7 separate regions of the Mus musculus genome follow, and regions 1, 2, 3, 5, 6 and 7 are each linked to region 4. The links are chromatin contacts, called in public ChIA-PET, Hi-C and promoter capture Hi-C maps. All regions are on one chromosome and are shown on one strand. Each heading gives the region's core, a stretch centred on a gene start, on an enhancer-like site or on the middle of the called end of the contact. The rest is flanking DNA. Distances are from core to core; before and after follow the strand shown.

The links. Promoter capture Hi-C pulls out the DNA fragments that hold promoters and counts their contacts. A called contact is a pair of places that touch in the nucleus more often than the background predicts. ChIA-PET counts read pairs in DNA pulled down with a chosen protein or histone mark.
Region 1: a promoter capture Hi-C map of liver shows a contact between it and region 4, with 4 times the contacts expected there. The contact joins the enhancer-like site here to the promoter of Kdsr in region 4. A contact is called at or near these places in 5 of 39 promoter capture datasets (cranial neural crest, hippocampal neurons, liver and 1 more) and 2 of 115 datasets of contacts at active chromatin or transcription factors (astrocytes and double positive thymocytes).
Region 2: a contact with region 4 is called in a Hi-C map of CD4 T cells, with 3 times the contacts expected there. The contact joins the enhancer-like site here to the promoter of Kdsr in region 4. A contact is called at or near these places in 2 of 39 promoter capture datasets (frontonasal cranial neural crest and hippocampal neurons), 1 of 484 Hi-C or Micro-C datasets (CD4 T cells) and 3 of 115 datasets of contacts at active chromatin or transcription factors (embryonic stem cells, large pre-B cells and regulatory T cells).
Region 3: an RNA polymerase II ChIA-PET map of memory CD8 T cells shows a contact between it and region 4, with 8 read pairs. The contact joins the enhancer-like site here to the promoter of Kdsr in region 4. A contact is called at or near these places in 3 of 39 promoter capture datasets (the C10 cell line, pre-B cells and second pharyngeal arch cranial neural crest), 1 of 15 datasets of contacts at CTCF or cohesin (large pre-B cells), 3 of 484 Hi-C or Micro-C datasets (LSK cells, olfactory sensory neurons and ventricular fibroblasts) and 21 of 115 datasets of contacts at active chromatin or transcription factors (the NIH/3T3 cell line, T-cell acute lymphoblastic leukemia, astrocytes and 13 more).
Region 5: a contact with region 4 is called in a promoter capture Hi-C map of liver, with 2.2 times the contacts expected there. The contact joins the promoter of Phlpp1 here to the promoter of Kdsr in region 4. A contact is called at or near these places in 23 of 39 promoter capture datasets (the 3T3-L1 cell line, 3T3-L1-derived adipocytes, the C10 cell line and 17 more), 29 of 484 Hi-C or Micro-C datasets (CD4 T cells, CD8 T cells, the G1E-ER4 cell line and 19 more), 19 of 115 datasets of contacts at active chromatin or transcription factors (CD4 single positive thymocytes, the NIH/3T3 cell line, astrocytes and 13 more) and 3 of 9 other capture datasets (adipose tissue, embryonic stem cells and liver).
Region 6: a promoter capture Hi-C map of liver shows a contact between it and region 4, with 2.3 times the contacts expected there. The contact joins the promoter of Tnfrsf11a here to the promoter of Kdsr in region 4. A contact is called at or near these places in 4 of 39 promoter capture datasets (hippocampal neurons, liver and pre-B cells), 4 of 115 datasets of contacts at active chromatin or transcription factors (bone marrow-derived macrophages, craniofacial prominence, large pre-B cells and 1 more) and 1 of 9 other capture datasets (embryonic stem cells).
Region 7: a contact with region 4 is called in an RNA polymerase II ChIA-PET map of memory CD8 T cells, with 17 read pairs. The contact joins the enhancer-like site here to the promoter of Kdsr in region 4. A contact is called at or near these places in 8 of 39 promoter capture datasets (the 3T3-L1 cell line, the HPC-7 cell line, cranial neural crest and 5 more), 1 of 484 Hi-C or Micro-C datasets (embryonic stem cells), 10 of 115 datasets of contacts at active chromatin or transcription factors (SST interneurons, bone marrow-derived macrophages, embryonic forebrain and 5 more) and 2 of 9 other capture datasets (embryonic stem cells and liver).

Annotation. Positions count from the first base shown.
Region 1 is chr1:105,899,027-105,901,869 of GRCm38.p6, reverse strand. No RefSeq gene overlaps it. Among named protein-coding and RNA genes, the nearest start is that of Gm41927, 34 kb to the left of the region's middle. Within about 2 kb of position 1,534, at least 9 of the 459 cell types and tissues checked have an H3K27ac peak or open chromatin away from gene starts, as enhancers often do. A contact at or near this core is called in liver, where this site is marked.
Region 2 is chr1:106,147,788-106,150,936 of GRCm38.p6, reverse strand. No RefSeq gene overlaps it. Among named protein-coding and RNA genes, the nearest start is that of Gm20753, 22 kb to the left of the region's middle. Within about 2 kb of position 1,701, at least 20 of the 459 cell types and tissues checked have an H3K27ac peak or open chromatin away from gene starts, as enhancers often do.
Region 3 is chr1:106,064,598-106,067,427 of GRCm38.p6, reverse strand. No RefSeq gene overlaps it. Among named protein-coding and RNA genes, the nearest start is that of Zcchc2, 76 kb to the right of the region's middle. Within about 2 kb of position 1,462, at least 57 of the 459 cell types and tissues checked have an H3K27ac peak or open chromatin away from gene starts, as enhancers often do. A contact at or near this core is called in T-cell acute lymphoblastic leukemia, double positive thymocytes, embryonic basal ganglia and 3 more, where this site is marked.
Region 4 is chr1:106,758,004-106,761,092 of GRCm38.p6, reverse strand. It overlaps Kdsr (3-ketodihydrosphingosine reductase), which reads left to right and starts at 1,351. Exons shown (of 10, transcript NM_027534.2): 1 at 1,351-1,549. The coding sequence starts at 1,442.
Region 5 is chr1:106,170,364-106,173,271 of GRCm38.p6, reverse strand. It overlaps Phlpp1 (PH domain and leucine rich repeat protein phosphatase 1), which reads right to left and starts at 1,403. Exons shown (of 17, transcript NM_133821.3): 1 at 1-1,403. The coding sequence starts at 1,268. Gm20753 (predicted gene, 20753) reads left to right here and starts at 1,748. Exons shown (of 3, transcript NR_040630.1): 1 at 1,748-1,932.
Region 6 is chr1:105,779,028-105,782,075 of GRCm38.p6, reverse strand. It overlaps Tnfrsf11a (tumor necrosis factor receptor superfamily, member 11a, NFKB activator), which reads right to left and starts at 1,353. Exons shown (of 10, transcript NM_009399.3): 1 at 1,247-1,353. The coding sequence starts at 1,324.
Region 7 is chr1:106,018,390-106,021,540 of GRCm38.p6, reverse strand. Zcchc2 (zinc finger, CCHC domain containing 2) reads right to left here. Exons shown (of 14, transcript NM_001122676.1): 8 at 1,636-1,693. Among named protein-coding and RNA genes, the nearest start is that of Zcchc2, 30 kb to the right of the region's middle. Within about 2 kb of position 1,525, at least 41 of the 459 cell types and tissues checked have an H3K27ac peak or open chromatin away from gene starts, as enhancers often do. A contact at or near this core is called in the HPC-7 cell line, bone marrow-derived macrophages, memory CD8 T cells and 1 more, where this site is marked.

The DNA of each region.
Region 1 (2,843 bases), core at 285-2,784, 860 kb after region 4:
ACCTGGGCTACCCAGTAAAACTCTGGATCAAATAAGCAAAACCCTCAGATTTGGTATCACAAGAATACGAAATGGCCCATTTTGAAATCCATGTTAACACATGGCAAGACTCAGCCACGTTCTGCATCGTCCATTAGCTATGTGGTGTGTGAATGGCAAAGCCATTGAGAGAGACCTGTGTCAGCAACGTTCACACCTCTGCGGATCAGCAGATCCTTTCTATGGCATCCCGGGAGCTGCAGCACTACCTTTCTGAACACTAAAGCAAGAAGTCCCCACCTTCCCACGACTTTCTCCCTCTGTCTTTCATCCTACATGGCCTAGCTCGGAGCCTGCAGACAAATGTCTCTGAGCTGACAAATGCCTCTGAGCTGCTCACACAGAAGTTCTAGGGACCAAGCTGCATACGTAATACAACTAACAGGCTTGGTACTGGAGAAGAGGAGGGAATGCGGCCCACAAGGAATCTTGGCATCAGATGCTCTACTGTCCACTTCTCAGGTTAGCTCCCAGATCCCTCTATTCTTGATCGATTCAGCACCATGCCCTTAACTGGGAAGCCCCCCCACCCCACCCCCACACACGAGCATCGAACCCCAGGTGACTGTTGAGGTTGGAATCTCAGTTCTCCGGGGGAGAATATGCCTTCTTCTCTAGCCACTGGACAGAAATAAACGCTAGGACAGAGGCTTAAGTCATCATAACAAGGACTTTTAAAATTGGGAAATGTATTTTTTTCTCCAAAGGGGACAAAGGTTTCTTGGCACTCCGGGTAGGTTAATGAAAGCACACATCACAGGCAGCAGATGGTTCTTCTTTTATTTCCAGTAATAATTGTGGTCAGGGAAAGGGTGAGAGAAACGCAAGGGCCTTTTGATCCCTGAAGCTGAAATATGAAATGCAGACTGCATTTAGTGGCTCTCAGAAAACAATAAGAAATCGTGCCTTGGAAAATATATCAGACAATGGAAAGAAAAGTTTCCTTCTGAGCTACTAATTGTTAGGTTGTTTTCTCAGGCTGAGTGCCTCATGACCAGTGAAGCCAGGTGTGAAACACAGTACCTGGCAACCGAGCACCTGGGTGATCTGCTCTTCTGAGCCATGAGAAAGAGACTGAACCTCATGCTCTACCTTCCATTTGGTCTTGATTTACACAGTGCTGCTTGTTTGTTTTTCTGCTTTAGGCATGGCCTCACGTAGCCTTGGCGGACCTTAAACTCACTCGGTAGCTGAGGATGACCCTGCCTCCACCTCCCAAGAGCTAGGAGTTTATGCAGTGCTTCGAATAGAACCCAAAACTTCGTGTATGCTGGGCACAAGCACTCTACCAACTGAACTACGCCCACAGCCTGTTTTTTATATGTTTGATTGCTTACTTTCTAGCACATGGTGGCCCTGCAGTTGCCTCCTTTTTCTTGGGGGTGGGGGTTGCCAGCTGCTAGAGCCCACACAGCTGCCGTGGCCTCCAATTCCCTTCAGAAGTTCTGAGCTTTGTAGCAGATTGACAAGAGTTCAAAGTTCAGCCTCTTTCCAGCATCAACATGGCTGCCAGGACTTTATACCCGACTGCTGTGCTGCAAGCAAAGCTGTCTCGACATCCTTGACTGTAGTGTGGCTAACCTGCAGTCTTGGAATGGCTTTCCTTGCATCCAAGAGCCAAGCATGAGTGCGGCTTTGGGGACAGCTGTGTCATTTGAAAGATGTACTAGTGTAAAATATGCCCACAATGGGGATGTCCCACAGTAACAGAAATACATTTCTTACATTCTAGAGGCCAGAAGAGATTGGCAAGGCCATTGTTCCCCTACAGATTCTGAGCAGGATCCTTTCTCATCCCTTCCTGGCTTCTGGGTTTTGCTAATCATCCTTGGTTTGTGCTTGCATCCTCTAGCCTCTGCTCTCTGGTCCCAGAACTTTCTTCTGGGTTTCTCTGTGTATCCTTTTCTGTTAAATGGACAATCTCATTGAGCCTGGGAGTCACCCTTGACACATCTTTCAACAACTCTTTAAAACAACCCATTTACCAATAAGCTCACATCCTGAGGTTCCAGGCAGATATGGACCAAGTCCAGGTCTCTCAGCATCTTTGTTCTGTAAAACCTAACCTTGACAATGGGATGTGCAAAGATACATGTCTCTAAAGAGGGTGAAGATGGTGGCTGCTGCTTCAAGGACCTCCCTACCTGCTTACCTCTTGGCTGAAAGCATTCCCCTTACCCAAAATAGTTTTTCAACGATTTGACTCAATCTTCAAGACTCTGTCCTCAGGGAAAGAGAAAATTTCTCCAGGGGCTTTTCTCCAGGAGTCAAGAAGAGGCTGGCATACATTTGAGTCATCTGGCTTTGGAATAGGAGGGGCCCTCACAAAAGCCATCTGCCCCAAGAATTGGGGGTGGTTGGGAAAGAGAGTCTGTCAAATTAAATAATTTCCCTGAGAAATTACCATTGCTTGTGGTCTTCAGGTGCTATGCTTCTGTTACAAACCATGATGAAGTAACCTCCCCCTTGAAGTTAGCTCTCCTGCTCTTGTTTGGGAAATGAGGTGGGGCATGGATGGAGAAAGGGGAAAGCTTGGGACTGAGGAAATCCAACAGGAGAACCTGCAATCCATCCCAGGAACCAAGTAGAAAACAAGGCACAGTGGCATGTGTTTATAACCCCAGTGCTGGTGAAGCAGATACAGGGAGATCTCTGGAGAACTCTGGCTATCCAGGCTGGCCTGATACCAAGTCCCGGGTCCCAATGAGAGATCCTGTTTCCAACAAGGTGGGAGAAATCTAAGGAATAACTCCTGAGTTTGACCACTCCCTTTCACGTAGACACATACACACATGTGCATGCAC
Region 2 (3,149 bases), core at 452-2,951, 610 kb after region 4:
GTGCAGACCCAAGTACTTTACCTTAACACCATCTGCTAGGCCATTTCAGCTCAGCAGGGCTAATATGCTTCATGTTATGGAAAAGCAGATGACCAGCTCCACACACATGCATGCTTACCTATTCAGATGCCTCAAAATACCAAGCGGCATTTCATCTCAGCAGGAATTCCCGGAAGTTGGAAGCTGCTCTCAAAGGAATTAAGACATGCCTGGACCAGAGGTCTTAACCTAATATTGTCCATTCTTCCCACATTCCCTGGAATGATGCTGAGGACACACAGGTATAAAGGGGAGGCTCAGGCAGGGGAGGGCTGTGTATTTAATCATGCCCTATCCACGTTACGAGGACACATACTATGAGAACAGATGTACTACACAAACAGATCTGCTTGGGAGACCAGGAAACCTCGGCATGGATGCTTTTCTTTTACCTTATCTTGGCTACAATCAACTCGAATAACAACCTCATTTTGAAATTATTGAATTAAGGAAATACACTTTTTCTATTTGTATTTCTATGAGTGCGTGTGAGTGTGCATGTGGCATATGTGTGTGTGAATATGCACATATCTGTGTGTGTGCATGTGGGGATCTGAGACTGGTGATGGGCATATTGTTTTCTCTTAGCCATTAGGCATGTCTCTCAGTCAAACCCAGAGCTCCCCAATAACTAGTTGCGCTAGCAAGCTTGTTCTGGGGTTCCCCTGTCACCTTCTTCTGGATCTGGGATTACTGGTTGACACACAATTGACCTTTATGTCCTCAGATTTGTAAGCCAAGTACCTAGCCACTGAACCATCTCCCCAACTCCAAGAAATATGTATTTGAGGAAATCACAGTCTGCTTTCCAATCACTCCCAAGCCAACCCAGAGAGTTGGCTCAGGGAACCGGGTGGTGGGAATAGCGGATGGGGGGGAGGGAAGATCAATTGATCTCTGTTGATAAGACAGTGGTTACAATCAAATGCCCTGATGCCTTCTGCTGCCTGCCTCACAGACCCACCAGAAATGGCAAGGGCCTGGGTATGATATCCATCATATCTCAAGGGTTTTATGCTTGAGAGGAATACCTCATGATGGACTAGAGGTTCTATGGCACAGCAAGATGAATCCTCCAGGAGAGGTGCTTGCTGTCAAGTCTGATAATTTGAGTTCAATTCGTGGGGGAACCACAGGGTAGAAGAAGATAGTAGAATTCTGTCCTTCTTACACTCATGTGCATGAACTCACACAGCCATATATGCAACGGCATGGCTGAGGAGAAGCTCACTTGCAAAGACTTTAAAGGTCCCAAAAACCAGAACACACATCACATGGTCCGATAGAAGCATCAGGAAGAATTGATGCCTGATATATTTTAAGTCTCTGAAATAATTTAAGAAAGGAAGTATTAGTTGTGTTAATCTCTCTCTCTCTCTCTCTCTCTCTCTCTCTGTGTGTGTGTGTGTGTGTGTGTGTGTGTGTGTGGAGGGTCATGTAGCTGAGGCTTGCTTTGAATTATCTTATGTAGCTGAGGCTGGCCCATAACTCACAAGTGCCTGGTTCCCCTGTTTTCTTCAGAAGTCAACTGCTCTATCACAGGACTCTCTTCTATGATACTATTTTACTGCAGTTAAAAAAAGTAATCCCCTCCACCTCAGACTGCATGAAATTAGAGCAAGTGAAAGGGCAGAGAGACCGAGAAGCAGTAATATGCTCCTCTGCGTGACGGCCAGGGTTGTTAAAAGGAAAAGCAAACGTCGTCATACATTTCCCTTTTTAACCACAGCCCAGCAAGTGGTCAAAATCAGTACAGATATAAAAATAGGGCCTCGGCACCCAGTTCTCAATACCATGTATTGCTTTAATGTTTACATAGTCCCTTTTCCCTGGAACAATTTACATAGAAGACTCTTTCCCTCGGTCTCTATGTAAAGAGGTAAAGCAGGCCAAAAAAGCACATAGCCTGCGATCTCAAGCATGGCCACATAATAAAACTGTACCGGCTGTGCGATGAGACTCATTGCTGGAGGGGACTGGACTATTATTAGCACTTGAGGGCAAATATGAGATCTGGCAGCTCCTTCATTAGCCAGCCTCACACATGGTGGGAAAATGGCTCTTCATTTTCTGAAAACTAATCTCAAATACTGAATGTCTATTTTGGCTTGTGGTATACTGGCGACTCAAAAATGTTTAATTATCCATGTGTTTGGAAGAGGTGATATACACATGGAATTTATAATAAAGAAAATGCTAAAGAGTTTACAGGGGAACGCCTGTCTTGACCTCGCTCTCCAGGGAAAGCCTGCTGTCTTTTGTTTTATTCACAAAGATTTCCACGCACAGCCGTCCAAGCTATGCTTCCTTTCATCCTTCCCCGATGCTTGGCTATGCTACCACACTTACACAGATAATGAGCTTCGGTCTATTTAACAGATCAAGGTAGAACCTCCTCAACACACAAAATGCCTTGATTTTTACCTTAACAACACTGTTTCTAAAACTACTGCCTTATACTTTATAATCCATAAAATGTACCCACTTGGGGGACTAAAGGAATAGATCATTGGTTAACCCAAATTCCAATCCCAGCATCCACATGGCGGCTCACAACTCTCTGTAACCCCAGTTCCAGGAGATCTGACACTCTCTGCCAGGCACCAGGCACACACACACACACACACACACACACACACAGTGCACTGACATAATGTAGGCAAAACATTCAGGTACTAAAAAATGATTTTTTTAACTCGAATGCACAATTAAATAACTTTGAAGAACAGAGTTTTGCACTGTGATAATATTCATTGCTCTCCCCAATGTCTTACAAGATCCCACCTAGCTCCTTACTCATTCAAGTTCCCCCCCCTCTCTCTCTCTTACACACAAACACACACACACACGTACACACACACACGTACACACACACACACACACACACACACACACAAACTGAAACCAAAACCTAATAAGACAAAAAAAACAAACAAAACAAGACAAGACAAAAAAAATTTTTAAAAGCCACCAAGTCCGTTTTGTATTGGCCAGCTTATCCCTGGGCATGGAGTGTGTCTGATACACCCAATGGTACTCATTGGAGAAACGAATTGTCCCTCTCCCAGCAGGCACCAGTTGCCAATGGTTTCTCCCTTAGGAGTGGGACT
Region 3 (2,830 bases), core at 213-2,712, 690 kb after region 4:
GAGTGGTGTCCTGGGGCTTCCCTATGGCCCAGTCATGCCCTGTGGCAGAGTGGATGCAGGACCCACAATCCTACAGTCATGGTGGTACATGCTTGTGAGCCTTTAGGAAGCTAAGGGAAGAATACTGATTCAAATCCACACCAGTTTATGCTGCATAGTGAGGCTCTTCTGGCCTGTATAGCTATGCCTTGTCTCAAAAACCAAACAAGCAAGCAAGCAAGCAAACAAACAAACAAACAATTTAGCTTAGGATGTGCTGCTGATGCTGTTGACAAGAAACACTCTGAACAGGAAAGAAGGTGGAGGACAGGGGAGGAGAACCAGAGTTACAGCCTATAGCTAGGGTAGGAACATGGAACCAGGGCAGCTATAGCTCCGGTCAGCTGGCAGAGAGTCACGTTTCCTATGAGTATAAACATGAATAGCCATGACAAAGCAGGCAGTCATTTCTCACTTTGGTGATGAAATGAAAGCCTAGCCTCGGGAATAAAGGGACCATAGGGGTTGTTGTCTGCAGCATGCTAGGACAGGAGTCACACAGATCACGTGCTTACGGCAGTGGTTGCCTATGCAATTCAGAATGGCAAAGACAGCAGGAAAATTTCAAAATCTCAGAAAGGGTCTGACTTGGGCAATTGGGCTTTCTGGCAAACACTCTATTTTTCTCTTTTTTGTGTGCTCATGTGTACATGTGCATGTGCGTGTGCGTGTGTGTGCATATGTGTGTGTGTGTGTGTGTGTGTACATGTGTATGCATGTATGTTTATGTGTGTTCGTGTGTGCATGTGTATGTGTGTATCTGCTCATGTGTGTGCATGTGTGTGCATGTGCATGCCCATGAATGTGTTTGTGTGTTTGTATGTTGTTGTTCATGTGTATGTGTGTAGTGTTCATAGGTGTATGTGCTCATGTGTGTGCCTGTGTGTGTGTGTACTTGTTTGTATTTTATACATGTGGGGGACAGAGGTTAGTATAGGGTGTCTTCTATCACTCTCCGCTGGATCTTTTGAGGCAAAGTCTCTCATTGAATCTGGAGCTCAGTGGCTCAGCTGGACTGGCAGTACATGCCTGTCCCTGTCTTCCCAGCCCTGGGTTACAAACACATGTGTGTTGCTTTTTATGTGGCTAGGGATCCAAACTCAAGCACTTCTCCCACTGAGCCATCTCCTAGCCCATCTGTCTTTCTCTTTCTGGTTTTCTTTCCCATGTTCGTGGCTTCCACTTCTCTGTTACCTCATGTTTGAGCACCTCTCCTGTCTTTCTTTTTCCTCCTCACATCTCTGTTCTGTCTCCTTCCTGTTTTTCAGTGCAGTTTTTCCTGGTTATAAATATACAGTTATGGTTCTTGGAGCCTAATGATGTTCCGGCAAAAACACAAACCAGAAACAGAGAAACCGACCACAGCCCAAACCCCACCCTGGCTCTCAGACCCCACAGCTGCACTCTCAGGCTGCTGCCGCCCAACAGCTGCTTCCGATCTCTCTCGGTTCACACTTCTCCAGACGACATCTCCTAATATCAAAGACACTGCCAGCTGTCAAAATAAGCTCTCATCTTTTCATATATGAGACAATTACTGCTGAAAACCGATTATGCAAACATAAACAAGCCAAGGGAAGGAAGGGAGATTGCTGGGCTGCCCACCCCTCCCAGTCCATCCTCTCTACTGAAGCCAGGACTAAAATGACCTCTTTAGAGTCTTTAGAGCAGCAACTGGGAAGCACACCCTTCTAGACAAACTCCCAGCAAAGGAAAACAGAAAAGGGGATAAAGGAGTTTGATCTCTGGGCAAAGTGTTTAAGACAAAAGATTGACAGGACCTAAAAATTATTCTTCTCTCTTCCTCCTTCCTCCTCCCCTTCCTCCCTCCCCCTCCTCCCTCCCTCCTTCTCTCCATCATAACAATACATAATAAGCATAGAAAAAAAAAAGCAAAGTGAATTTCTAACAAGATCAGGATGAAACAGCCAGGGGCCCCAGGAAGATTAAGTACGGTGACCTTCTTGGGCATTTACAAGAGTCCTACTCACACACACACACACACACACACACACACACACACGCACATGCACATTAGACTTGAGCTGGACCTCAAACTAGAGTTTCTGTTAATCATCCTAAATAAACCAGTTAAATTTGTTCTGCCTTTGTATGCCTAGTTATTAGGTGAGGATCCTAAAATTGACTGGAAGTTTGTTTTGAGGATCATGGTTAGGAAGCAGGGTGAAGCCTGAGAGAGCCCTCAGTTGAAGGTGTGTTATCAAGTGTAAGAGTCGGTCCTTTCCAAATTGCTGAAGTGCTCGGATTTATTTTTAAATGTCATCAAATTTCCTATAACACAAAGACAGTCTATAGTGTGTGAAGATTCTGTCCCACTCAAATGGCTGTGCTTAAACCTGCTAGCCCACAGTCAAGCATCAGTAGCAATATCAGATCAAAGGAGGAAAAGCCCACAGCTGGCAGGCTCTCAAGGCTGCCCTACCAACAGGAAGGCCAGCCTGTATTGCTGGCAGTTAAGACCTGGGACTTGGATCTTTGGAGCCCAGTTGTTAATCATAAGAGCTGATATTTTGAAAGAGTGTGTCAACCTAGATGCACAGGGAAGCCAAAGCATTCAGCCAGCATACAGGGAGGTGGGAAGTGATGGGCGGTCCGCAGAGATACTGTCCAGGCTATATCATCATTAAAGTTGACAGCCTAACAAAAAGGCTCTGTCACAATAATCAGAGGTTGCAGGGACAATTGATCCTTCAATTAATGATGAACCTGAACAGGTCTGGAAAGCCAGTTTGTTCTCCTTGTGAGCTGACATGTGCCACAACTTGACAGA
Region 4 (3,089 bases), core at 102-2,601:
TTATATGTGAAAGTACATAGATTTGGGATTTAATACCTTACTGTGACACAATAGCACAGGTTGTTCTTTGTTACGATTATAATACAATATGGATAGCCAGCTATATTGAGAAATAGAGTTTAAAATCTCTGGCTACCCAGTGAACCCTCCAAGTGTTGGAGGTTTGTTTTGCTCAAATGAGCTTTGGCCAAAGGCTAGATGTTAGCTTTATATCATCCTAATCCAGAAAGTAAGTTCTTTCTTTGCTTTGGGGAGGTTTAATAGGAATGGCTTTGTTTAAAGGAGGCTGGCCATACATGACCTTACCAAAAATGTATTCAGTGAGTGTGATGGTGAACGCCAAGACATACTAGTAGAGGTCAGAGGACAACCTACCTTGTGGGGCCAGAGGGATCTAGCACAGGACTTAAAGCTTTCTAGCAAAAGACCTTCCTTCCTTTTGGATCCAGTAGCTTTTTTTTTCTTTTGTTATTGTTTTGATCAAAAAGTGATGAGTGAAAAAATAATCTAGCCTACACTAGGATATTATCAACAATAAAAAGAAATTAAATACTGATAGGTACAGTATGGAAGAATCTTAGTATGCTAAGTCAAAGAAGCTAGGCACTGCAGAGGGCATATTATTAGAACTCCACTTGTATGAATAGACAAGTCCAGAGAGCTTTGTGATTGCCTATAACTGCACCATTTAAGAGAAAATGAGCTGGGCGTTGTGGTGCACGCGTTTAATCCCAGCACTCGGGAGGCAGAGGCAGGTGGATTTCTGAGTTCGTGGCCAGCCTGGTCTACAAAGTGAGTTCCAGGACAGCCAGGGCTATACAGAGAGAGAGAGAGAGAAACTGAACTGTGACTGTTAATGACTATAGGGTTGCTGTGTAGGGCGACAAAAGACTGTGGCGATAGTTTAGACACTAAACTAAAACTATTTTAAGTCGGTGGACCAGATGTTGGAATTAAATCTCTACAACGGTGGCTCCCCGCGCCTCCGCGTTTGCATCTGCTTTGGTTACAGGATGTATGTACAGTTTTCAGCGAAATTCAATTATCAGAAATCCAAGTCAACGCTCAAAGCGAAAGGGAGCGGTGACCATTTTCTGAGTGAGCCATAAATACACGAACTGGAATCTGTGATTTCAAAGAAGAATACCAGGACTTAGGCACAGAACAAAATCCGTGGATCCAAAAGCCACCGTTTGCAAGCCTCCCACGACGTTGGCGGGCGGGCCAACGGGGAGGCCAAGTACCCGGAGCCTACGCACGCACAGCCTGCGCAGCCGCAGCCTGAAGCTGAAGGGGGCGCGGGCCCAGGAGCTAGTCCGACAGCGGAGACCGCCCCGCCCAGGCTCCTCCTCTTCCCTTCGCCGCCGTCCCGCCCTCGCTCGCAAACCCAAACACTCCCGGCTGCTGGTGCATGTGATCTCCCAGTAGTCGCTCGGCAGAGATGTTGCTGTTGGCCGCTGCCGGCCTCGTGGCCTTCGTGCTGCTCCTCTACATGGTGTCGCCGCTCATCAGTCCCAAGCCCCTCGCGCTGCCCGGCGCGCACGTAGTGGTGAGTGGCCTCCTGTTGCTGAGCTTGCCCAGGACTGCTTGGCCGGCTTGGGCCAACGAGACCACGGTCCCGGAAAGGAACGGTTGAGTGGGGCGGGTTACCTACTGCCTTAGCCCCGGCATTGCCCTGCCCTGTCGGACCTCAGGAACCCGCCCTCCAAGGCGCCGGGCTACAGGGCAGTGTCGTGGAGAAGGCGCCAGCCTAGTTTCCAGGACTCAGGGGCTCTGCTGCTCGCTGATCCCCGGAGCATCCCTGTCTGCCACTGTTTGGATCTTCAGTTTCCCCAATGAGTCAACAGAGAGACTGAGAAACTTTGCCAAGGACACGGCAGTCGGTGACTAGCAGGATAAGGGCGCAAACCCGGATGGGAGTAGCCACAGCCAGGGAATCCTAAGGAGCCCACAGCAAGGAGGGGGTCTGGGCCTCTGGGGCTGGCCCAGGCAGCTGAGACTGTAGGGTGTCGTGTGCAAGTGACAAAGAGCCCCCAGAGGCTTCTAGGAAGTGATACACCTGAGGGGTGGCCTGGCAGGTTTGGCCAGCAGGCTTGTCTCTGAACTCAGCCAGGGTCTGCTGAGTACTGCTCAAGTGCAGTCCTTTCTGGCGTCAGAAGGAAGAGCTAACCAGCTTGATTAGAAGCTTAAGATGGAAGGAGATATGAGTGGTTTGGTTTGTTAAAGTCCGGAAGCTCGCACGTTCCTATGTGCAGGCTTGGCTATGCCTCCACCCCGCCCCCACAGCTCAGAGCCTCAACTCTGGCATTTCTCCTCGGTGTCCTATATAGACCCAAAACCCGAGGCACAGTGAGGCGAGGAGTTGCGAATAAGGACAGCTAGTATCCAAACCGGCAGCACGAATCTCCTTGGTGCCCTTAGGTGACTTACATGAGTGCATCCAAGTAAGTCCCCACTGCGTTGTTACAGGATAGAGTGGTTATCTTAGTATGATTTATCCCAAACAAGAATTTCTGGATGACAACATGTGTTTCCATTAATTTGTCTTTTGTAAAATTACTGATTTATTCCCAGCTGCTGCTATGCATGATGTGGAAAGAGTTATTAGAAAAAGCCAAAGTTTACAATCATGCCAAGTTGCTAAAGTTTTACATCCACAAAATCGTGACTAAAGCAGTTGAACTTGCCGGCTGAGGAAATGGCTCAGTTGGTAAAGTGCTTGCCGTGCATCATGCCCTGAGTTAGGGTCCCTAGCACCCACATGCTCACTGGGCCTATGCCTCTAACTTCAGCACTGGGGCCACAACCTGTGGATCCCTGGAGCTCACTGGATAGTTTGCCTAGACGCACGAATGATCTTCAGGTTCAGGGAGAAGCCTTGTCGCAAAAATTAAGGTGCAGGGTGACTGAAATGCCAGACACTGCCAGCCTCTGCACAGGTGCACCTACATACACAACGCTGAATCAACTTGTGCTTGTATAGCTCAGCTGTGGGGCAAGGGAGGAGAGCCAAAGTCAGAATGAAAACTAATTCGACAACTACAAGGTACTCACAACTACCCTTGGTACTTGTTCTTGTGTCCCCAGTC
Region 5 (2,908 bases), core at 154-2,653, 590 kb after region 4:
GATGTCTTTTGCACGGTCTCCCGTATCCTCCCCGAAGTCGACAGAGGAACGTCCGGAGCTGCGGCTGCCATCGCCTTATCGTCTCCGGGACCCTCGCCCGCTATCACGCCAGTGCTGTCTACGCCCGTCGGGGCTTTCGGCTGCAGTAAAGCCGAGGTCTTCGGGGAAGGCGGCCGAGGCTGCGCGGGGCGGCCGGGGCGGTGGGGCATGGCCGGATCAGCCTCTAACTCCTCCGACGACGACGAGGAGCCGCCGCCGCCGCTGCTGTAGGGGTCCAGCCGGTCTGACACGCTCTCGGCGCTGGGGCTCAGGCTGAAGCTCTCGGTGTCAGAGGCCGGGCGCGGGGCGCGGGGAGGGGACCCGGGGCCGCCCGCGAACAGCTCTCCGGGGCTGGAGTCCGAAGGCGCGGGGCTGATGCGGGGTGCACAGCGCGTCCAGGCGCCCCCGGGCAGCGGCAGATCGGCGGGAGGCGCGCGCGCAGGGCCCCGGACAGCACCAACAGTGCCGCTCGAGGGCGGTGGCTCCACGTCCCTTCCGTGCTCTCCGTCCAGGGTCTGATCGCTGGCGGCAGGGGCGGCGGCGGGAGGCGGCCCGTAGCCCAGCACCTTCACCACCCCGCCGCCTTTGTGGCCCAGCTGCAGAAGCCGGGCCGCCACCTCGGCGGCCGTGGTGTCCAGCGTGCAGAGCACTGGGCGCAGGTAGGACGAGGCCATGTGGCGGTCAAAGACGTGCACACAGCCCCGCTGGAGCTGGTGCCTCACCCAGTCCCTGTCCGACGGCTGCAGCTGAAGCAGCTGCCGGTGCTTCAGGAGCAGCGTCTTCCTGTCCAGGCTCCGGGTGCACAGCGACGCCGAGGCCGAGCAGGACGCCGGGAGGCCGCCAGCGGCCGAAGACGCCGAGGACGGCGACGAGGACGACGAGGCGGCGGCGGCGGCCGACAGATTCCTCTTCAGCCGCCCTCTCTTCAGCAGCAGCGAGTTGGCGCCGCCGCCGGCCGCGGGCACCGGAGCGGCCCCACCGGCCGCGGGCTGGGGAGCTCCCCGCCGCCGCCTGCGCCCGGTGCCTCCGGCGCGGCCGGGCAGCGGCCCCGGCGGCGCCTCGCAGGGGGCCTCCTCTCGCGCCGCGCCGCCGTTCCCGCCGCTCGGGGCCGCCGCGCTCAGCGCGGGATCCGGACACCGGCCGCCCTCGGCCGCCGCCGCCGCCAGGGCTTGGTCCTCACCCGTGGGGTCCGCGAGTCGCTGTGCCGGGGCTGCAGCGGCGGGCTCCATCGTAGCGGGGCTTCACGTCGCTCCCCCAGCTCCGGAGGCAGCGGAGGAGGAGGAGGTGAGGCGAAGGTGGGAGACGGCGGCGGCGGCGGCGCGAAGAGAACGGAGACGCCGATGGCGTTCGGCGCGGCCGCTCCAGAGGATTATGTGGCGATCCGGAGCATTCCGTCGGTGTCTCGGTGTTCCATCCCGCGCGCCGCCCGCCCGTTTCGCCGCCACCGCCCCCCCACACACACCCTCCCCGCGGGTCGCGGGCTCCCCAGCGCCAGGCCCCGCCCGCTGCTGGACAGCCTCAGCTCCCGGGAGCTGCGGCCCGAGCTCGCCTCATGAATATTAATGAAGCGCGGGAAGGCGGGCGGTGGCGGGGCGGAGTTGATCATGAATATGCATCGTTAGCATGACGACATTTCTGCGGAGAGCGGGAGGCTGGGGGCGGGGCCTCAGGGTAAACAAACGTGACGCGTGCGTACGGGGGTGGGGCGGAGCTGTTTCCCAGGAGGTTTGTCCTCGCCATAGAGGAGAGGTGGCGAGAGGGGCTCGCGTTGCACAGTGGGGGTTGTAGTTCATCTTCGTGTCGAGGATACCCAGAAGAGACCAACAGCGAACTACAAGGCCCAGATATCATCAAATTCTGCCCACCCTCTCCTCCAGCTTCTGGCCCTTGTTGGTGGGTATTGTGCCCTCTGCCGTTGAACTCTGTGTCCTGTGAACGTTTTTCATTAACTTGATCCTCTCCTGCTTGCCAGATGAGTTTTATTTTCCTGGCTAATTGAAATTGAGAGTTTTTAGGAACTCTAAACTCTAGGTAAGGCCTTTGTATGAGACAAAAATACATACACAGTTCACAGGATCGCTGGCCCCGTCTTCCTGACTTTTTCCGCACTTTTTTCAAGGCCCATGAAAGCTAGCAGTGTTTGCACTCAAATTAAACCCATTTACTCCCTCCCCTATTAGGACAGAAATAGCTAAGGACCTGCTTGGAGCCTTGTATCCCGTTGGTTTTAAGCTTAAAAGAAGCTTAACGACACAAAGCAGTGGACGAAGGAAGAAATATTAAAATGGAGTCATAGTGGGATAGGAGATAGACTTGCTTTCTCTTGGTTCTTTCTGGATTTTTCTTTCCGCACTCGGGGCCGGGTAGAAAGGGTGAATGAGACAAGGTTTCCCAGTCTAGTCTGTTCTCCATACTTCCGTCCACAAACTGCTCACCACCTACGCTCTACCTATGTTGTATGGGTGTTTACTGTTACATTGTATGATCTATAAACATTTTTTTATTGGTTGAACCAAGCTGGTTTAGGGCAATTAACTATTTGAAATAATTTGATAAACGTTGGTCATTGAGTTGCCACTCTCATGATGGCATTGCAGATGTAGACACTAATTAAAAGTCTTTTTCCGGAGTTAGAGGGCTCAGCAGCTAAGAGCGTGGGCTGCTCTTCAAGAAGACCCATATAATAGCTCACCCTGAAGACAGTGCTCCAATGTAATGCATAGACATATTCCAGGCAAATCATTCCTATACATAATGATAATAATTTTTTTAAATTAAGTTCTTCCTGACACTCGATAGACTAAAACAGGAAGAACTTTATGAGCTCAAAACTAGCCTCTTTTACAGAGCAAGCTCCAGGCCAGCCAAA
Region 6 (3,048 bases), core at 104-2,603, 980 kb after region 4:
TAGGGCAGTGACATTCACAGAAGCCAAAGACTGTTTTAACAGGAGAAAGGAGAATCTAAAACTGCTGAGCCAAGAAACCTCGCTGACATTTTCCCTTCCCGCAGAGGAACCCCCAAGCGCACATGATGTTTAGCAGGCTTCCCTTCATTGAACAGCTCAGTCTACCCGGACAGAAGTGAACATTTGGCTTGGTGCTTGGGGTGGCTGCCACACTGAGTAACACGGTGGTAAAGAAATCACTCCCGGGAACCGCAGTGAGACTCCTCAGTTGCCAGCAGACCAGCAACTGGGATCCAAGCTCTTTATCAAGCACTAGCGACTCCAGAGGGACCCTAACGCGGGATTCAGGGATCTGGGAGCTCTTCCTGCAGGGACTTAGGCTGCAGGGAGGAGATTCTCCACACTGACTTTTGCCTCCTCCTCTAGGCTGCTGATGGTGCCTGAAGAGCTGCCAGAAAAGCCCTGGTCCCCAAGTACTATGCATTCTAGTTACATCCTGTCCATCACCATTGGGCCCAGACCCATCCCAGGTGGAGGCAGGGATTGCAAGGCTTGTTCTTGGCATCAGTAATAGCTCGAGGCACATCACTACCCTAGTTTCTGCCATTGCAAAGACATATTTCATCCTAACATGGTCAAAGGTTTCTAAGCACAAGCAACTCCTGCCGATCCATGAACTGTTTGTGGGGCGGAGGGAGAAAAGGGAACATACGAAAAGGAAAGCTTGTCAGCTTGGCCAAAGAAACTTCCAACTCTCATCCAGGACATCTCTCCTACACTTCTCCGCCTTCGCAGTGGGGCAGATGGAGAGAAAACTAAAATAGGGAAGGGTGTGAAGACCAAGTCAGGGACCCTGCACTCCCAGGGACCCACGCGGATTGAAAGCACGCCCCCAAGGGTAGCAGGTTTTAGGAAGGAATCACTAACCTGGTCTGTACATACAATCTTACTGAGGGTCGCAGAGGTCCGCGTTAGCTACAGATGGGAAGAGCCTACTAGGTGCACCCGGAGAAACAAGGTAGCACCCAAGCTCCGTGCTCCACAGATCCCGTGGCCCAGGTTCCGGCTTCTGCAAACCTCAGCTTTCCAAGCCGCAGCACCCTCCCAGTCGCCGTCCCTTAGATCCACGCACCAGCTGGGGTCTCCATCCGGATACCCCGAGTTTCACCTGGTGCTCGTGAGGCTGGGGCGCGCCAGAGGACCTCGACCCTGGGGGACCACAGGCGACAGCGGTGCGGATCCTTACCTGCAGTGGAACGAGCAGCACGCAGAGCGCCAGCAGCGGCGCGGGCAGCTGGCGGCGCCGCCGGGCGCGCGGGGCCATGGCGCGGTGCGGGCGGGCTGGGCGCGCGGCCTCTGTGGACCGGCGGTCGCCGCCGCCCTCCGCCCGCCTCGTCCCGCCCCGTGCGCCCGGCTCCGCCCGGCACCTGCCCCCGCGCCGCCGACCAGCTCCGCCAGGGGGTGCCCGAGCGTGGGCTGCCGTGACGCGGGACAGAGATGGTTTTGGCATTCCACGAGTGCTTCAGACCCGCGCGGAGTCCTGTCCGAGTGTCCCCAGGCTCTGAGCTCTCTGGGTGCAGCACCTGCGTGCAGGCGCTAGATAGCCCTGCCAAGGTTGTCCTTCGCCTTCAGTGGACCCTGCCTTGTCGCCACTGTGGACCCTGCCTGCACAAGGTGCACCCCTGTTGGGGTTTCCTTAACTGTAACTAAAGAATCTACACAATGTAGTGTCCACGGCTCCCCCAAACCTCCTTTACCCAGCCCTATACTTCCCCTCATTCTGGCCGCCTCCAACAACCGCTTCCTCTTGGCTGTTCTCCGAGTCACCGCACCTGTCTCTGCCCTTCACCCCCTCTGTAACACTCATAGCAAGCTTTCCAGGTAGGTAGAAACTTGCCACCATGCTTAACGAAGCCCTTCACCCGAACCGCTAGGTCACCTACCTTACCTCTTCTAATACAGAACTAGTTTAAAGTCAGGAATAAGCGATCCTGTCGTATTAGTTAAGGGATTCTCATTACTGGCTTCTGGGTTTGTCTTTTTCCAAATTTCAGGTCAGTGTTGGTTACACAATGGTACATACAGCCTTGCCTCTGTGTAGTAACAGTAAGAGGAAGAGCTTTGTCTCCCAGTCAACAGAAACACAGTGTTTTCAATTCCTTGAGTGCCAGAACCGTCTCTGCCAGCTTTCTGACCTCCATGTTAATGGTTTTTCCGTCTAATTCTGAGAAACTATGGAGTTTTCTAACAAGGAAGACTGGATTTGTCTATTATTTCTTTGAATTCTGTCAGTTTTTCTCATCCTTGAAACTCCCTTGAGACATAGCGATTTATGTCTTCTCGGTACATTGACCTTTTATCATCACAACATGCCCTTCTTGATCAACATAAAATTTCACATTCTGGTCTACTTTACATTTATGTGTAGCCATGTCACCTTTCTTATGAATGCTATGTAAGTAGTATATCTGATTCTTTCCCATGCAAGACTGTTTAAAGTGGCAGCATACATTTTAGACTGTTCCTGCCTTCCTATTGGAGCGTGCACATTTAGTGATCGTCACATACGGTGAATTGAAGTCTATTACCTTTCTGATTTTTTCTGTTTGTTGAATCTTTAGTCCACTTTTATTATTGACTTCCTTTGTGTTTCTCTAAAACAATTTTGGAAACAGTATTTTATTTCATGCATTGCAATACAATTTTGTGTTAAATAAAATACTACAGTAGAACTCTTTGATTTAAAATGATATTATTTTTAAAACAGTAAAGTGGGAAAATTTTCAGGTTACAAAACCCTTTCCTGGAAAACAGTCCTTTGGATTACTTCTAAGATTCCATTTTGTCACCCATCATTAGCCTGCTTCATACATATCCTTGTTTGCGTGTGTGTGTGTGTGTGTGTGTGTGTGTGTGTGTGTGTTCATGTGCACGTTGTAGGCCTGAGGCCAATGCTGAGTATCTTCCTTAATTACTTCTCCTTCTCAATACAGAATCGTTCACAAAACCTAGAGACCTTACCAATTCTGCTAGATTGGCTGGCTAAGG
Region 7 (3,151 bases), core at 276-2,775, 740 kb after region 4:
TCATTAATGCCTGTCCTTAGAGAGTGGCAGCACGTGTACATTTGCCATTAGTGTCCTGTGACTGGGTGTCCCTGCTTCACCTGCAGTCCAATCAACAGAGGGGCTGCAGAGCCTGGATCAGCAGGGGCTGCCGAGCGAGGAACTGTACAATTAGGTTTATGAAGGATCAACCTAATGTGACTGGAAACCCCCCACGGCCTAAATAATGCAGAGGATGAAGTTATTGGGTTTACACTTTGGGAAGACAGAGAGTTCTGCCAAGTCACTGAAAGAACCAAATGTAAAGTCTTCAACTATGAAGCCAGTGTAAGAATTCAACAGATGGGAAACTGAGGGAAAGAGCTGATAACAAGCTTGGTCTGAAGAAGCTACACTGAAGGACAAAAGGATGGAACATAAAAACCTAAGAGACAAGTGGGATGGATGTGTGAGCAGCCCACACACAAGGACCTCGGGGACTCTTACAAGACGGCTTCAGAGAACAGAAACTGACTATCTGAAGACATAAGCTGAGAACTTTCTAAAGTCAAAATATAGAAAGTTACAGAGTTTAGAAGCACAAGTAATGCAAACAGCTACAAAGTCCATCACGGACAACAGAGAAAAGCTCAAAGGCTCTAGGAGGAAAGGCTACCGAAAGAACAGCTCTAAGAGTGGATCAGAGAAGGGAGGGCTTCAGTCCCAGGAGAGAGGAGGAACCAGGGCTGCCACAAGCAAAGGAGTCCCAAGCTCATCTACAAAGAAAGAAAGAAAGCAGCTGCCCATAGGAGGGTCCTGACTAAAAGAGCAGAACGCTTGTGGCATTTAGATGAGGGGCAGTACTAGTAAGCTAGAAATCACATCAACAATTTGATCTGCCAGAGACATCAGGTGTCAGAGATAGGCCAACGGGGTGGCACACAGCAGATGAAAACTACACAGCCAGAAGACTGTCAGTTACAGCTTCAAAGAGGCAGCAGAAAAGAAATGCCAACCAAGACTCACTCAGCTAAGCACAGCTCAGTGGTAGATGGCTTTGATTTGTGAGCACAATAATACACAGTACAATACACAGTAATACAAAGTGTATACACACACACACACACACACACACACACACACACACACACACAAACACACACACACCCTAACTGCATTCATTTAAAAGGGAAACCATCATAGGTGGATGCTGAGGGACAAGACAGCAGAAAGAGATCTAAATGAATGCTGGAAAACAGTGCCACAATTTAAAACTATGAAGACAATGAAAATGCAGGATGACTGTAACCCAGGCAAAAGCAATACAGTGACCTGAGTCCCTTAGAGTACTCAAGGAATCGTGCAAGCACAAACTGTCTATGAATTTATGTTACCCGTTAAGAGGTGAAAGACACACTGCAATTTTGGGGGCAGCTACAAGAATAAAATTCAGTATGTAACTCTGAAGGCTGCCACAAAAGAACTTCCCCAAAGGGCAGGAAGGAAGGGGACAAAAGGGAAACAGCACGCACGGCAACTGAAAAGAAAGCAAAACAAAAAACCCACCCGAGAGGAAAATGGCAGACTCCCAGACAGCACACAGGTGAGAAGTTGACTAAACACTGACTGAGTGTAAGGTGTACAAAGGCATTTACACTTTAGAAGTTAGATACCTACTTCAGAGCGGGACTTTTCCCAGCATGTTTCTTGTGGATGATGGTGTGCTGTAACACATCTAGGGTGGGAGAAAGAAGAGTGAATTAATTCAGGACACTATGTGCTACAGCAAAGCACTGAAAGGATGCTCGTGCTGACTGACGCAGCTGGAGGGCTCCTGCCCAGCTCTGACCTAGCTCCCAGCACACAGGGCACTTCCACTTGTTTCTGTGAGACAAGGTCTACTATATGGTCCAGGCTGACCTCAAATCCAACTCCTGGCTTCATCCTCCGGGGTGCCAGGATTACTGTGTGCATTACCATACCAAGCTTACAGAAGATACCATAACAAATCTTCAATTGCCTAATACACTATTGAATTACCTCAAATGTGCACACCAATCTTACTCAAAATTATGCAATTTTAACGTGAGCGTGTTACTTCAAACTGAATTTACTTCAGGTAAAACTATTTCTATTAAAATTTTCAATATTTTTAAAAGTCCACAAGATCACTCTCAAGTTACTCTAAAAAAGAAATGATGTATGAGATCTGACTACAGGTCACCCTTTACTCCCCTGCTCCCCTCCACAGAAGTTAACTATTACCTAACTTGCTGAAACACTATAGCGAAAGCTCCATTTTAACCACCTGTGCATGTGAGTACATTCATAAACTCACAGAGGGCTATGGCGGGCTTTATTCTAACTGCTGCCCAGCAGATATACTTAGTATGTCTACTGAGACTACTTAGTTGAAACATTCAGGTGACTCCCTGGTATTTGTCACTACAAACCCTGGTGCAGCCAGCACATGGTCTAATTTCATAGATGCTGAATCAGCAGGTAGTAGCCATGATCTCCAGCTTCACTGCATCATGCCATGTGGTCTGTGCAAACACACGCGCCAATTAACATCTCATCCATAACGTCTGAGCTCCTACTGTCATATCCTGGACATCAGATGTGAAAACGGCTTACTGGTCTGATGAATGTGCGTGCAGTGGTGTCTTGGCCCTGTCCTTCACTTTCTCAATTACCTGGGAGGCTGTGTGCCTATTGGCTTGAGGGTTTCATCATATATTTCCTATGCTCCATTTTACTCACATGTTGGAATAAATTCTCCACTGATTCACATCATCCCATGATGATATCACTGACTGATCTACTGCAGAAAAATCCTCCTACTTCGAGCAATTTGTCATCTTCTTGTCAACACCCTGCTAGTATATCATCTGTAGACTGTCTTCTAAGTATCCAGGCTCTTCGGTCATATACTAAGTTCTTGCTTAGATTAATCAAATGTATGGTCATGATCCATCTTATTGAACAAAACCTTCTCTCCTCAGGTTTACAAATAAAACTTTAAACTTTACATTTTACAAATGGTTGCTAATCCCTTGAAAGTTTTGCACATGATATATAGTGGGAGTTGATTAATATACACTTCATATAAAAAGCCAATTGTGCCAACACCATGGAGTGAGCAACCTCTTCTCTGCCCACTCTTCTGTATGGTAGTGCCATCTCTGACATC